Linked DNA regions of Zea mays: region 1 is linked to region 2. A link is a contact called in public Hi-C data. All regions are on one chromosome and are shown on one strand. The core of a region is the stretch at or near the end of the contact, and the rest is flanking DNA. Distances in the headings are between cores, read along the strand shown.

What was found. Hi-C and Micro-C count contacts between places; a contact is called where the count stands out from the background.
Region 1: a Hi-C map of bundle sheath shows a contact between it and region 2, with 3 times the contacts expected there. The contact joins the promoter of LOC100281852 here to the promoter of LOC100382863 in region 2. A contact is called at or near these places in 2 of 25 Hi-C or Micro-C datasets (bundle sheath and leaf).

What each region holds. Positions count from the first base shown.
Region 1 is chr10:150,353,571-150,356,810 of Zm-B73-REFERENCE-NAM-5.0, forward strand. LOC100281852 (dnaJ domain containing protein) reads left to right here and starts at 1,325. Exons shown (of 3, transcript NM_001368933.1): 1 at 1,325-2,056; 2 at 2,149-2,332; 3 at 2,404-3,240. The coding sequence starts at 1,458. The coding sequence ends at 3,042.
Region 2 is chr10:149,983,821-149,987,166 of Zm-B73-REFERENCE-NAM-5.0, forward strand. It overlaps LOC100382863, which reads right to left and starts at 1,719. Exons shown (of 15, transcript NM_001361687.1): 1 at 1,403-1,719; 2 at 1,171-1,280; 3 at 877-975; 4 at 715-771; 5 at 444-599; 6 at 256-340. The coding sequence starts at 1,451.

The DNA of each region.
Region 1 (3,240 bases), core at 75-2,574, 370 kb after region 2:
CTGGCCTTTAAGGTCAATATTTTGTTGCTTCGTTGCATGTATATATATCCACTCAACAAGGAGCACCATTACAATGCAACATTTAGACGACTCATGCTACTACATTTGTAGACCGAATTGTCACAACACCAAAAACAAGAAACTTCCGAGAGCTTAATAACTTCCGATGGGCTCAAGACAAAACGGTCGGCCTATAGTGGCGCTCGGAAGTTAAGGATTAACTTTCGATGATTCGACCAGGCACTCGAAAAGTTATCTTTAACTTCCGACGGCTCCCATGCTCGTCTCAGAAGTTATGAACAAACGACCTAACGGCGTGCGCGGGCGCGAGCAAACGAAGCCGCTCGCGCCCACGCAAACTACTGTTTTTTGTTCCTGACCACCCCGCCTCGCCTTGCCCCACCCTCGATCATCGATCGTGCTGCCCCACACCGCCACCGACCACCAGTCGCACCCGCCCCTGCCTAACTTCTGATGGTTTGACCTAACTTTCGAGAGGAGTATTAACTTCCAACTGCTTATATTTAACTCTCAAGAGTTCTGGCTCTAGAAAATTATTGAGTTTTATGTACTGTGTTCTACTACTGCAAATAATTGTATATTCTGATAATTCTGTTAATTCTATATGTATGTATCTACATATATCGCTACCCTTATATATCTAAAGCAAGACTTTTAACCGTATAAGTACATCGGTCAAAGACTCGTGCGAGACGCGATCAATTTACTAGTTTGAAATAAATGGGATATTATTTCTCTCTCTAAAATATACTAAAAGTGCACTTATTTTGGAATATTAGGAGTACTCTATGGTTGACAATAAACAAATGTGTGTGAGAAGTAAAACAGGAAAAAAAAACTACTCTTTCTAGTTTCTATTTTTCTATTAGTTAAAAAAAGCACTTTACGAAATGAAGAACTAGTTTCTCCGTATTATGCTATAATAGGGCTTGTCTTTTCCATTCAAGTAATTTGGTGGATGTAAATTGAACTAGTTTTACTGAAACAGTTTGATGGAGAATATTATGGAAGCCCTAGGACTACCCAAAAAAATCAGGGTAGAATATAGGGAAACCATTAAAAAGACAGTAGGCAGTGTTCAGTCTCTGTTCCTTATATCTAGTCATCTAGAAAAGCATATACAGATTTTTTTTACGAAAACCTTTTTTCCGCATGAAAGGCTCGATCTGGCAGGTGCATGTTATCTGAAGCACTTTTTCATGTATGTCCTGCTCCTGTCCACGTTGCCCAACGCTTCAAAATATCTACCACGCCACCTCTAATACAGGAGTACACACACACAAAGCAAACAAGCTGAAATATCTGCAGAAAAATAACCGGCCAGCCCTGGAGCTGCTTCTCGGCTCTTCCAACATCCCGTACCTGCCACCGTTCAGTTCAGTCTTCAGTTATCCGCTGCCACTGCCAGGCGACCAACAAGTGACCGTGGATCAGGCATGCCTGCGCTTCTCGTGAACACCGTCTCGGTCTCCCCCGCCGCCTCAAGGCTAGGCTCCTCGCGGCCCGCCACGGCACGGCGAGCAGCAAGCGCCCGCCACGGCCACAGGTGCCGAGCCGAAGCATCCGGCAGCTCGTGGGTGTCGGACTACGACCTGTACGAGCTGCTGGGCGTGGAGCGGTCCTCGCCGCAGTCGGAGATCAAGGCGGCGTACCGGTCGCTGCAGAAGCGGTGCCACCCGGACGTGGCCGGCGCCGCCGGCGGCCACGACATGGCCGTCGTCCTCAACGAGGTGTACGCGCTGCTCTCCGACCCGGACGCGCGCCTGGCCTACGACCAGGAGCAGGCGCGCCGCTCCGAGTTCGCCGGCTACACGGGCCGCCCGCTATACTCCTCCTGGGTCGGCGCCGAGTCCGAGCGCCGGGCGGTGTTCGTCGACGAGGTGCGCTGCGTCGGCTGCCTCAAGTGCGCGCTCCACGCGTCCCGGACCTTCGCCGTCGAGTCCGTCTACGGCCGCGCCCGCGCCGTCGCACAGTGGGCCGACGACGAGGACAGGATCGTCGACGCCATCAACACCTGCCCCGTCGACTGCATCTCGTACGTAAACTCACTCTTCGTCGTCCATGCGCATCCCATGCATCGTCATCGGCGATCGGTCTTCTGATTATTCCCCACGGCCGGCCGTCCAGGATGGTGGAGAGGTCGGACCTGGCGGCTCTCGAGTTCTTGATGTCCAAGCAACCGCGCGGCAGAGTCCGCGTCTCCGAAGGCAACGCGGTGGGAGCTCGCGCGCCCAACATCTTCAACGAAGTCGCCAAGTTCAAGAAAAGGTTCGATGAGATGAAGCAGAAATCTGCGGCCAGAGAATTCCAGGTGATCGCTCACTGTTTCTGTCTTCTCCGTTGTTCGTCTGAAACTGACACGACCGAACGCTGCCTGCGCAGGAGTCGGAGGCGGCACGGCAGTCGAGGACTTCAGCAGTCCACGCCATCAGATCCATGTCGAACTGGTGGTACTGGCGGCCATTCGGGTTCGGGCCATCGGCCCCGGTCACCATTGTCCTCGCTTCGCGCCTCCTGCCGCCGCCGCCGGCGGCACCCGCTGACCCCGTGACGGAGAGGCTCCAAGAAGCAGCCGCCGCCCGGCGCAAGACGGGAGGCGCGGCCACGGCGCACGCAGGGCGCGAAGACTACTGGACCCCGCAGCTGAACCTGCCGTCGTCAGCTTCTCCGCCGAGCATTCACCAGAGGGGAAGGGGCACTCCCACTCCCCAAGGCCACGGCCGCAGGCGAGGAGCAGCCGGTGAAGCGACCGTCGCCGGGAGGAAGGGCATAAGCATCGACCTGACGGCGCCGCTGCTATTGGGGATCGTCGCGGCGGGGTTCGTGAGTTACAACGGGGAGCAGGTGGCCGGAGGTGGCAGCGGCATTCAGGAGCATGTTGGCGGCGCCATCGCTCTTGGAGTCGTCAACAGCTTTGAAATGAAGGTCGTTCTGGCCGGGGTGACTTGGTCCATCATCGGCGCAGCCATTGCCGGTGTGATTCAGGTACTCGGAAGAAGGGAAGAGGACATTTGGAAATGAAGATACTTGTCGAATCCGTGTGTGTGTATATACACAGAAAATTGTGTACATATGTAATCCTGCACAAATATGGGTGGCTGGCTGTTTTATAGAATCACTTGGGGTAGCTCATGCGGGCCTAGAAAAGGTAGAAAAAGTCGGAACTCCTTGTCACCCTACATCCCAAAAGAATTTGCAGTTCTAACATAATAATTTGCG
Region 2 (3,346 bases), core at 469-2,968:
GTCTCAATGTACTATCCAAATTAATGTCTTCGCTTTTGTAGTTTGTATGCCCTTGGTTGTACTTACTAAATAGTCACATGAAGTGGTATTTTTCGCTTAAACTGCTCGGAAATAACACACTAGGTAATACCTTGATAATATAATTAATCAAAAAATAAAATGGCTAACAACTGATGACAGCATTTCATTCAAGATTTTCGAAAAAGAAAGAAAAAAAGTTTAAAGAGTGTCGGTTATGGATTTTGTGGAACTTGCCTCGGAAGATATGCCTGAACTTCCACTCGACATCATGAATATCCCGTGCAATAAGCTCCTGTGCTGGAGGCTGCTGTGTGAAATCCTACAAACCACACTATACCACCTGTTATTTGCAACAGCAAACCAAACAACCCAGCATGCAGCTGAACAAAAGAAACGCCACCCAAAATACACACTCATCACACCAGTGGGGGGAAGACACGCTCGGCCGCGCGACGGGGCACAGAGAACCCGCCGTGCGTGCTGGTGTCGCTCGCAGTCAGCGTCTTGCAGAAGTAGTTCGTCGGCTGCTTGCTCATGATTCCCATCTCCGCAGGCAGGTACGGGTCGTTCTGCTCTTGCTGCACACACAGAGGGCCAGGGGGAAGGGAACGCAGCCGAGCCGACACAGCATAAGAAGTCAACAAAACAGCGACGACGGAGACGGAGAAGCATCCAAAACCCCGGGTGCCTTACTGGGTTGAGCGGCTGCAGCGTCATCTGCGCGTACACTTCATCCGTCTCCACATCCGCCTGCATGTATATATATATTCGAGCTTTTTAGCTTGGCGCCCGCAGGTAGAGGAACGGAGCGGGCGGACGACATCTAAGGAATTTTGGAGGGAGAAAACCGCGCACATGCATTGTGACATCGTGCAGCTGGCAGATCAGCTGCGGCGGCAGGTTGGGGTAGTTGGGGATGTGCCCGTCCACCTCCTTGTTCGTCGACGCCGCCACCTTTACACGCGCCGAGACGCATTATGAGCTTAGGCAGAAACGTAGGCAAGCGAGAGCGATCAAAGCGAACGCAACCGACGAGGTGAGGCACGGGAAACAGCCACGAGTTATGCTATTGCTATTGCTATGCAGGTTGTGTACCGTGGGCTGGTAGCCCCGCAGCAGCAGCAGCGAGGGAGACGGAGTTTGACTCACCTGCTCGCTGTGGCCCTGCGGGAAGTAGACGACGCGCGTGGCGACGGTGGGGAGGCAGACGAGCGGGCCGGCGCACGCGTGCCACAGCTCCGAGTTGAGGCACTTCTTCTCTGCACGTCACGCACAGCGCAGCGGCCGGCCAGCATCAGCAAAAAAACGAATCGATTCCGAGCCAACAGCGGTGCACAGGGAAGCGAAACCTAGCTAGGCAGGCAGGCAGGCACCGACGCACCTTCCTCCGGCGGCTGCTGCCCGATGCTGGCCGCGGACGAGGAGCTCATCTCCCACAGCCGGGCCGGGGCCGGGGCCGAAACCTAACCTCCTCTAGAGCCTCCTCGCGAATCCGCCCGAACCCGCATCCATCGCGCCCCTCCCGTCCTCGCTCAAATCGGCCGCATTCTGCACCGAGCCGAACCGACGCTCGTTCACCCGAGGCAGGCAGCGGTACTAGGTACGGGACGCCCACCTTGTCAGCTCACCCGAGCTCGGAGATCGCCATGGTGCGTGGAGAGAGACAGAGAGAGGGACGGGAGGGGGGCTGGGAGCCTGGGAGGAGGGCCTGGGGGGCACGGAGAGAGAGAGAGAGAGAGAGAGAGGGCAGAGGGACTGGGGGTGGGAATGATTAGGCCTGGGCATTTAAGCGAGACGGCGGAGGGGCGAAGCGGCATCAGCATTCAGCAGCGTGTGTGTGCGCGTGTGCGGCTGGATAGACGCGAGACTGCGAGTTGAGTTCGCCCGCGTCGCCACAGTGCCGTGCGGCGTGGACTGGCAGGAGACTCTGGCAGGCTGCCCGCCGGTGCGCCCAGCCCAGTTCCTTTTTTATTTTTTTTTTGGAATAAGGGCATGTACAGTGGTGTTTAATGTGTGGGCTCTTAAGGTGTTTTAGGGGGTTATTTGCAAAAAAATCTTAGAGCCGTCTCTCCGTGAAGAGACGCCTCTGGCTCGTAAACCAAGTAACAACAGACGCCTCACTTCCCACTGTACGAATTTGTCGTCTGTTCTATCGATCTGATGCTATACAAATACATTTAATTCTGTATTTATTAATAGACTACGTCTATAGACACTCCATTGTACAATAGAGTCTCTTAGTTGTCTCATGTGCTTGGAGAACCGTTTTGGTGTCTCTCCACTGTACATGCCCTAAAGCGGATGAGGTCGAGGAAGAGGAGAGGATACTAGAGAGTGCGTGCAACGCAGCAATAATTAATTCAGAAAAGAAAGCGAGCCGTGGGAGTAGCATTAGAAAAGCCGTATTTTATGGGCTCATGTAAGCGGCTGTCGGGGGCGCAAGCGATCCGGTCCGGTCCACTGCAGTCAGGAGGATAGCCACGGACGGACGGACCACGGGCACGGCAGCCGGCGGTGGTGGAGAGAGAGAGAGTGGCCACGGCATCATCTGCGTCTCCGATCCAAGTGTGTGCAACAGTAGTATATACGTGTAGGGCTGGGCTAGGGGGTATGCTTTGTTGGTGGTGCGGAGACCGATGAAACAGGATCCCGTGAGCCTTTCTGGGCGCACTATCATCTGCGTCGTTTGGTTTGGTTTGTTTGCCTCATCACCCCCACGGACTGCCAGCCAGTATTTGGGAAGAGATAGCCCGCTTTCTATGTGTTGTACAACCCTAATGCTTTTTCTGTGATGGATCGGTCCGGTCTTACGCCTGCCCAGCCTTTTCCGTCTCCAGCTGGGTGCGATCGATCGACGACGACGACGACCAGTGGCAATGCCGTTTCGTAACGGCGCGAGGTAAAATCTAGTTCTTCACGACATTTCTCTCTCTCCCAATTATTATATGCCTACCTAAACCCAGGAGAAGTTTCAGCTAAAAACACTTGTCAAGGAATTAAGGTCATGTTTGTTTCTCTCCTAAATTATATAAGTTCAATTATAGTGGAAGAGTAGGAGGTTAAAATATCATTTTATGATCACAAATAAGCTAAAATAAGTTATCCAATAGTAGCTTATTATTTGTAATCCTGAAGTGATATTTTACCCTTCTAGCCTTCTGCCATAATTTAACTTATATAATTTATGATGCATTTGGCTGGGGAATCAATTGGAATGGAGTGGCTCCATTTCAGTTTCTGAGAATTGAGTCATTTTATTTTGTGTTTGACAATTAGAATGGAACAGCTCAATTTTCTGTTTGGTTGCAGAGTAGAATAGAACGGA